2 separate regions of the Mus musculus genome follow, and region 2 is linked to region 1. The links are chromatin contacts, called in public promoter capture Hi-C maps. All regions are on one chromosome and are shown on one strand. Each heading gives the region's core, a stretch centred on a gene start, on an enhancer-like site or on the middle of the called end of the contact. The rest is flanking DNA. Distances are from core to core; before and after follow the strand shown. Region 1 overlaps Dock7 (dedicator of cytokinesis 7). Region 2 has its middle 31 kb from the start of Atg4c.

Region 1 (3,196 bases), core at 232-2,731:
AAGTTTTCTTTCTTTGAGACACTGTCTCATTATGTAGCCCAGGGTAGCTTTGAACTCCTGGTCCTCTTGCTTCAGCCTCCCATGTGCTGTGATAACAGGTATGTGCTGCCAACTGAGATCTAATTAAGCTTTATTTTAAGTAGTTTTACATTTTTCATTTTCATTGAAAAATTGGTACGTTACTTTCATATTTTTCCTTAATGTTAATAACATACTTTTATCTTATAAAAATGTAAGGAGTCAAAATTTTTGTATGCCTATTCTTAATTTATTCTTACTTCATTGTCTAGGTTATGACGCCATATCTCCTTCCTTTAGAGGTGACATCTTTTGTCTTAATCGTGATCTTCCCATGAGTCTTCCCTCAGGACCAGTCACTTAGCCTTTATGGTTTCACTTCATGCATTTTGTCATCCTTATTTCTTTGTAGTGTCCCAACTCTGGGAGTTTGCTTTCCTTTTCAGCTTCCACTCACTTAGTCTTGTTTTCCTCAGGAGGAAAGAGGGAGGAGTTTCCAAATGTTCTGTCTTCCTCCTTGTCATCATAACTAGTCAGAACCAGTCATGTGTTCTTGTCACAATCAAACCTCAATATCTCTTTTTTTTCTCAAACTTAAAACCATCCTTAGAAACAATGGACTGGCTCTTCTGTGTCCTGAAAATGGCAGCTAGCCTCACCTGAAGTCCCCCGTGCTCCAGGCAGGCAGACATTCCGTGTGCCTTTCACTATTTCATTCTGCCATAGGTTATTGCCACAGACCACCTAATACCTTCTCCTTCTTAATCTTGACCACTGTGTCCTCCAGCTTTTGTCTTCTGCTTAAGGGAGATGTGAGGTTCCCTTTGCTTACAGTCTATTGCGTCTGCTTGTCTGTGAGTCTCCTCCTTTTTTCCGCCTACTCAGGATTCCCACTCTAGGAGTTCTTTGATCTCTTGTCCTGAATGATCAGTTCCCTCCTATATACTGAATCATTTTCATTCACAGACAGACAGACAGACAGATAGACAGACAGACAGACATGTTAGTTCTCACTTTAGAAATTCTCCCTGGTGTTCATGCTGCTACTTTGTACACTATTTTCTGATATTGGGGGGTGGGGGTGGGGGAGGGAGTGTATCCTAGAACCAGTGCTGGGATTAAAGGAATGTGCCATCATGCCAGCTCTGCTGTCTCTTAAAGTAGAGCCCATTATACTTTGTGTCTTGGTTCGTTTACTTTGTAAACCTTGTATCTTCAGTTCTTTTACTCTTGCTGTCTTTTAAACTTAGCTTTCCTGCTATCTCCCATCCAAACTGCACTTGTTAAAATTACAGTTGTTCTCCACTGTGCTAAATCCAATAGTTGTGTGTCCAAACTTGGATTTTAAAATTATTTCTTTCATCTTAACTTACGTTTTTATGTGTCTTTGTGTATGGTATGTGCAAGTGAGTGAAGATGCCTCTGGTAAGAACATCAAATGCTCTGTGGCTGAAGTTGCAGGCACTGTGAGCTGTCTGACTGAGAACCCAGCACAGAGCCTGTGCAAGGGCAGCCCCTGCTCTGAGCCTCCGGTCCAGTCCTGCCAGGATCTTTGACACAAATTCTTGGTTCAATTTGCTTGGCTTCTGAGACTCTATATTGTATTAGTGTTGTTCTTCAGAGTTTACTGTTGCTGTCTTTTCATGTTCTTCTAACTAAGTTCCTTTTCTGATAATCTCTTACTTTGGAAGCCTAGTGTTTTTTTATTGAGCGCGTTTATAAATGCTAGGTTAATCACCCCTCAACTTACTTTTCAGTACAGATCTCTCGCAAGAATTCCACTTACCTGTTTTCCTAAGTCCTTTTTCACATTGCACAAATGTTAAATGGAGAGCCTCGGGGTTTTCTATTTAGTTGAGTTTCTTTTTTCTTTTCTTTATTCCCTGGCGCCCACCCCGCCCCGTGCTGGAGATTGAACCGAAGGCTTTTCATGCCTTCTTACCATCTCTGCCATCCTAGTATAAGATGGCAGTGTGTCTCTCTGAATTAATGTGCTGCACTTGAGCTCTTACCCTGCTGTTACTCTACCTTCTGTTCACAGCATGAGGTCTAGGGTGTTGCTTTACAAGTTAAGATACACAAGAGAAGTGGAGTCAATTTTTATCATGTCTCAGCACGCTCCTCCTGCGACTACTCTCTGAGACCATTTAGGATTTTACTTAGAGGACCTCCTTCTAGTGAGGTCTGCCTAAGGTTCTTGTTAAATTCTTGTTAACCAGTGTTTTAGTCTCTTTTCTTTGCTCTGAAAAAATGTCACTACACAAGCAACTAGAAGAAGGAAGCACTGTCATTAGTTCACACTTGCAGGTTATGTCAAGGAGGTCACAGTGATAGGAGTGACAGGACCCTGGCCACCTCGTCTCTTTAAGAAGGAAGCAGAGAAGGAGGACAGCATGCAGGTCTCAGTTCAGTCTCCATTTTATACAGTTCAGGGTCTTCTGCCCAGAGAATGGCCCTGCCTACAATTCATAAAAGTCTCCACATATCAATTAGCACAGTCAACACAACCCCACAGATGTGCCCAGAAAGCCATCTCTAGGTGGTTCTAGATTCTGTCACGTAGACAATTAATACCAATCTTCATAGTCCACCCATTGCCAGTTGACACCCAGACAAATCACTTTTAAACCTTATCCTACTACCCTTTGACCCTTTAGGCTGTGACCAAGTTATAATATAAAATGCATTCACTCCAGCTTTTTTTTTAATTAGGTATTTTCCTCGTTTACATTTTCAATGCTATCCCAAAGGTCCCCCATGCCCACCCCCCCAACCCCCTACCCACCCACTCCCCCTTTTTGGCCCTGGCGTTCCCCTGTACTGGGGCATATAAAGTTTGCAAGTCCAATGGGCCTCTCTTTGCAGTGATGGCCGACTAGGCCATCTTTTGATACATATGCAGCTAGAGACAAGAGCTCCGGGATACTGCTTAGTTCATATTGTTGTTCCACCTATAGGGTTGCAGTTCCCATTAGCTCCTTGGGTACTTTCTCTAGCTCCTCCATTGGGGGCCGTGTGACCCATCCATTAGCTGACTGTGATCATCCACTTTAAAAATCCTCACAGTAATTAACAGTTTCTCCACTTCAAAATTCCACATAGCAGGTTAAATAACTCCCACATATAATGACACAGAAAAAAATACTCCCATCCCCAAATGGAAAAACTGGGATATAGC
Region 2 (3,196 bases), core at 368-2,867, 160 kb before region 1:
AGATATGTTCTGGTGGGGTGTGGGAGAAGTAGCGGGCCCATGCCGAGGCATCCCTTCCCCCTGAGAGTCAGCCACACAATGGTATATTATAGATTAGAGTTTATTCAGGGCACGGGGAGGGGAGTTAAGAGAGTAGTAGAGGCAGAGAAAGGCAGATAGAAGGAGAGAGTAGAGAAGTAAAGGCCAGCCATGACCATGGGGGGGTGTGGGGAGGAAGGGAATGGGGAGGGGGTGGAGCAAGGAGGCAAGAGTAAGAGAGAGAGGAGGGGCCAAACAACCCCTAAGTGTGCCAAGCCTACCTGGCTGCTGCCAGGTAACTGTGTGGGTGGAGTCCAGACAGAATACCAACAATATGCATGCCTGGTGTCCTCAGAAACCAGAAACGAATGGATGCTGGGTCCTCTGGATCTGGAGTTACATGTGGTTGTGAGCTGGCATGGAGTTACATGTGGTTGTGAGCTGGCATGAGGGTGCTGGAAATCAAACCCAGGACTTCTGGAAGAACAGCCAGCACTCTTAACTGTCGAGCCTTTTCTAGGGCCAGATTTGTTTTTGAAAAATGACTGTTAGACATTTATCTGTGGGCTGGAGAGATGGCTCAGCGGTTAAGAGCACTGACTATTCTTCTTGAGGTTCTGAGTTCAATTCCCAACAACCACATGGTGGCTCTCAACCACCTATAATGGGATCTGATGCTCTCTTCTGGTGTGTCTGAAGACAGAAGACAGTGTACTCACATACATAAAAATAAATAAATAAATAGCCGGGCAGTGGTGGTGCATGCCTTTAATCCCAGCATTTGGGAGGCAGAGGCAGGCAGATTTCTGAGTTCGAGGTCAGCCCAGTCTACAGAATGAGTTCCAGGACAGCCAGGGCTATACAGAGAAACCCTGTCTCGAAAAACCATAAACAAACAAACAAACAAACAAACTTTAAAAGGGAAAACAAAAAAACCCAACATGTATCTGCACCTTGCCTCAATACAGGTGGCAGCTTTGAAAGGGCAGCTCAGAAGACAAAGGAAATCCATAGAGAGGCAGCGTGGGTATGCTGGCCTTCCTCTGAGAAGCTATATGCTGGCGAGGTACCGCTGCTGCTGCTGCTGCTGCTGCTTCTGAGGTCCTCTGCTGACTCATTAGCATTGCAGCATGGACTCAATACTCTCCAGGGACTTTCCTGCCCTTCAGTCGCACTTAGGGACAGCTGAGCTTCCTGGATTAAGTAACTCTCATTTTCTGCTTCTCTAGTGAGCAGGCAAGTCTTGTTGATTTACCCAGCCTGTGTCATGTAAGAGAACTGAATAAATTCCATTTTTATTTTATGTATACATATGTGTGTGTGTGTGTGTGTGTGTGTGTGTGTGTGTATCCCCCAGTTGTCTTCATACTGTAAACTCCATGTGAACAGTAACTAATTCTGTTTGATTCCCCAAGATTCTACACGGTTTCTATTTAAGTGCTTATTAATAGATTATTATTGTGAATGGGTAAATGAAAGTTCAGAAACTTTGCCTCCTTAGTATTTCTTTCTGAGAACCAACAAATACAATCAAGTACTGAAAGGAAAAGAAAAGAGTTATGCCAGACTGTACTCACCGTGAATCACAGCCTGTTGATTCTGAAAGCAATCCCATAACCGTCAAACGTGTTAGGAGAAAGGAGAGATGGCTTACTTGGGGGAGGGGGAACATAAAGCTGATAATCACATACTTGTTTTGTGTTGCAGTACATACGAGGAGAAAGTCCAATATCCTACACCCGAAAACAGAGCCCGATTCTGGAGCTTTTCTGTCTCCTAGAAGTACGAGCATTTTCTGACGCCACTGTTGGCTAAGAGAACTGATTGCTTGCTTTATTGCTTCAAGACTTTAATGTAAGATAAATGACAATAAATAAGAGTCGGGAGACGCAGTTAAGAAAGAGTCAGATAGGGTGTGGCTCTTAGCGAGCGTGAGCTGTTCTCAGTATAATCCTAAACTGAAATCTCGCATCTTAGTTTATGTGAAGAACTTTGTGATGGATTTTATCCTTATACTGCAAATGAGGGTGCCCATTCAGAGGTTTGTGAAGTTGCTTACAGTATAGAACTGCTCAGTAGCAAGACTGAATTTGATAGCATTCTGCTGGAGATAAATCCTAGGTCTTTTTTTTATTTGGATAATGTTTCTGGAAACATCAGCTATCCATATGCCATTCAGTTTGCTGAACTCCTGGGCTGCTGCTCTCAGAGGCTGGAGGTCTGCCTGACAATCGTTATTTCCTCCCTGTTTTCCTTGGACTTTTAAACTTTATTTAACCTAATCTTAAGCAATAACATGCATGAAATTATGGGTTAACACATGAGTTTGTTTAAATGGATGCATAAAGATAAATATTAAAAATGTATCTGCTTATTGTCTAAAAGTGAATGAAAAAAAAGAAATAAAAAGGAAAGGAACAAGACTGATCGGTGTATGGTGGAGGAGAATGTTTATTATAGATATTACTATAGATATTACAGATAAACATAGCCAGAGGCAGGGGCATCTGGGAGACTCCAGAGTGGACAGGACCCTGAGCCACGTGAAGAGAGGAGAGAGGGGAAGGGAGAGGGGAGAGTTCAGGGAACCAAGTGAGGTAGCCAGGAAGCCCAAAAGAGAGTAGACTGAAAAGACCAGGTAATCAAAATGGCTGGATTATATATCGAAGGGCAGCTGACAGGAAGGACAGCCCAGTCCCTGTCCTGGAGAAGTTTAGGGTGGGAGGCATCCAGGAGGGCCCTGCAACAGGTAGGGACTGAGGGATGCTGGGAGAACCAAGTAGCCAGGTCCACTTTGATATGTTAATAACCATTTGCAGGTCCACTGTGATATGTTAAATGCGCACCTTATCCATTTGTCCTACGGTTTGACACTGTAAAGAAATTAGCTTACGCATTCTCTGGGTCTGTACTTCCTGAGACAAACACTGCTTCTGCAGTGCAGCTGAAGGTCTCGTTCCAAGGTGAGGCCAAGTGTGATGGTCATATTTATGGGCTAGCCTCCAGTTTAGAGGAGAGAAATCAAGCTATTTTTTTTCTGAGACAGAGGGAGGGAGACTGACTCACATTTCCTGAGCAAATTGCCAGTGCACCAAACAAGGAGCTTTATAAAAATGTTTCTCCCGTGGTCACTCAAGCCCTCCAAACAACCCAACTGGAATTAAACTTGGCAACGATT

Evidence for each region. Capture Hi-C pulls out chosen DNA fragments and counts their contacts.
Region 2: a promoter capture Hi-C map of adipose tissue shows a contact between it and region 1. The contact joins two enhancer-like sites. A contact is called at or near these places in 1 of 484 Hi-C or Micro-C datasets (cortical glia), 2 of 115 datasets of contacts at active chromatin or transcription factors (both in embryonic stem cells) and 4 of 9 other capture datasets (adipose tissue, embryonic stem cells, liver and 1 more).

The regions. Positions count from the first base shown.
Region 1 is chr4:98,996,761-98,999,956 of GRCm38.p6, reverse strand. All of the region lies in intron 22 of Dock7 (dedicator of cytokinesis 7), which reads left to right. Among named protein-coding and RNA genes, the nearest start is that of Angptl3, 33 kb to the left of the region's middle. Within about 2 kb of position 1,481, at least 3 of the 459 cell types and tissues checked have an H3K27ac peak or open chromatin away from gene starts, as enhancers often do. A contact at or near this core is called in adipose tissue, where this site is marked.
Region 2 is chr4:99,161,707-99,164,902 of GRCm38.p6, reverse strand. No RefSeq gene overlaps it. Among named protein-coding and RNA genes, the nearest start is that of Atg4c, 31 kb to the left of the region's middle. Within about 2 kb of position 1,617, at least 120 of the 459 cell types and tissues checked have an H3K27ac peak or open chromatin away from gene starts, as enhancers often do. A contact at or near this core is called in adipose tissue, where this site is marked.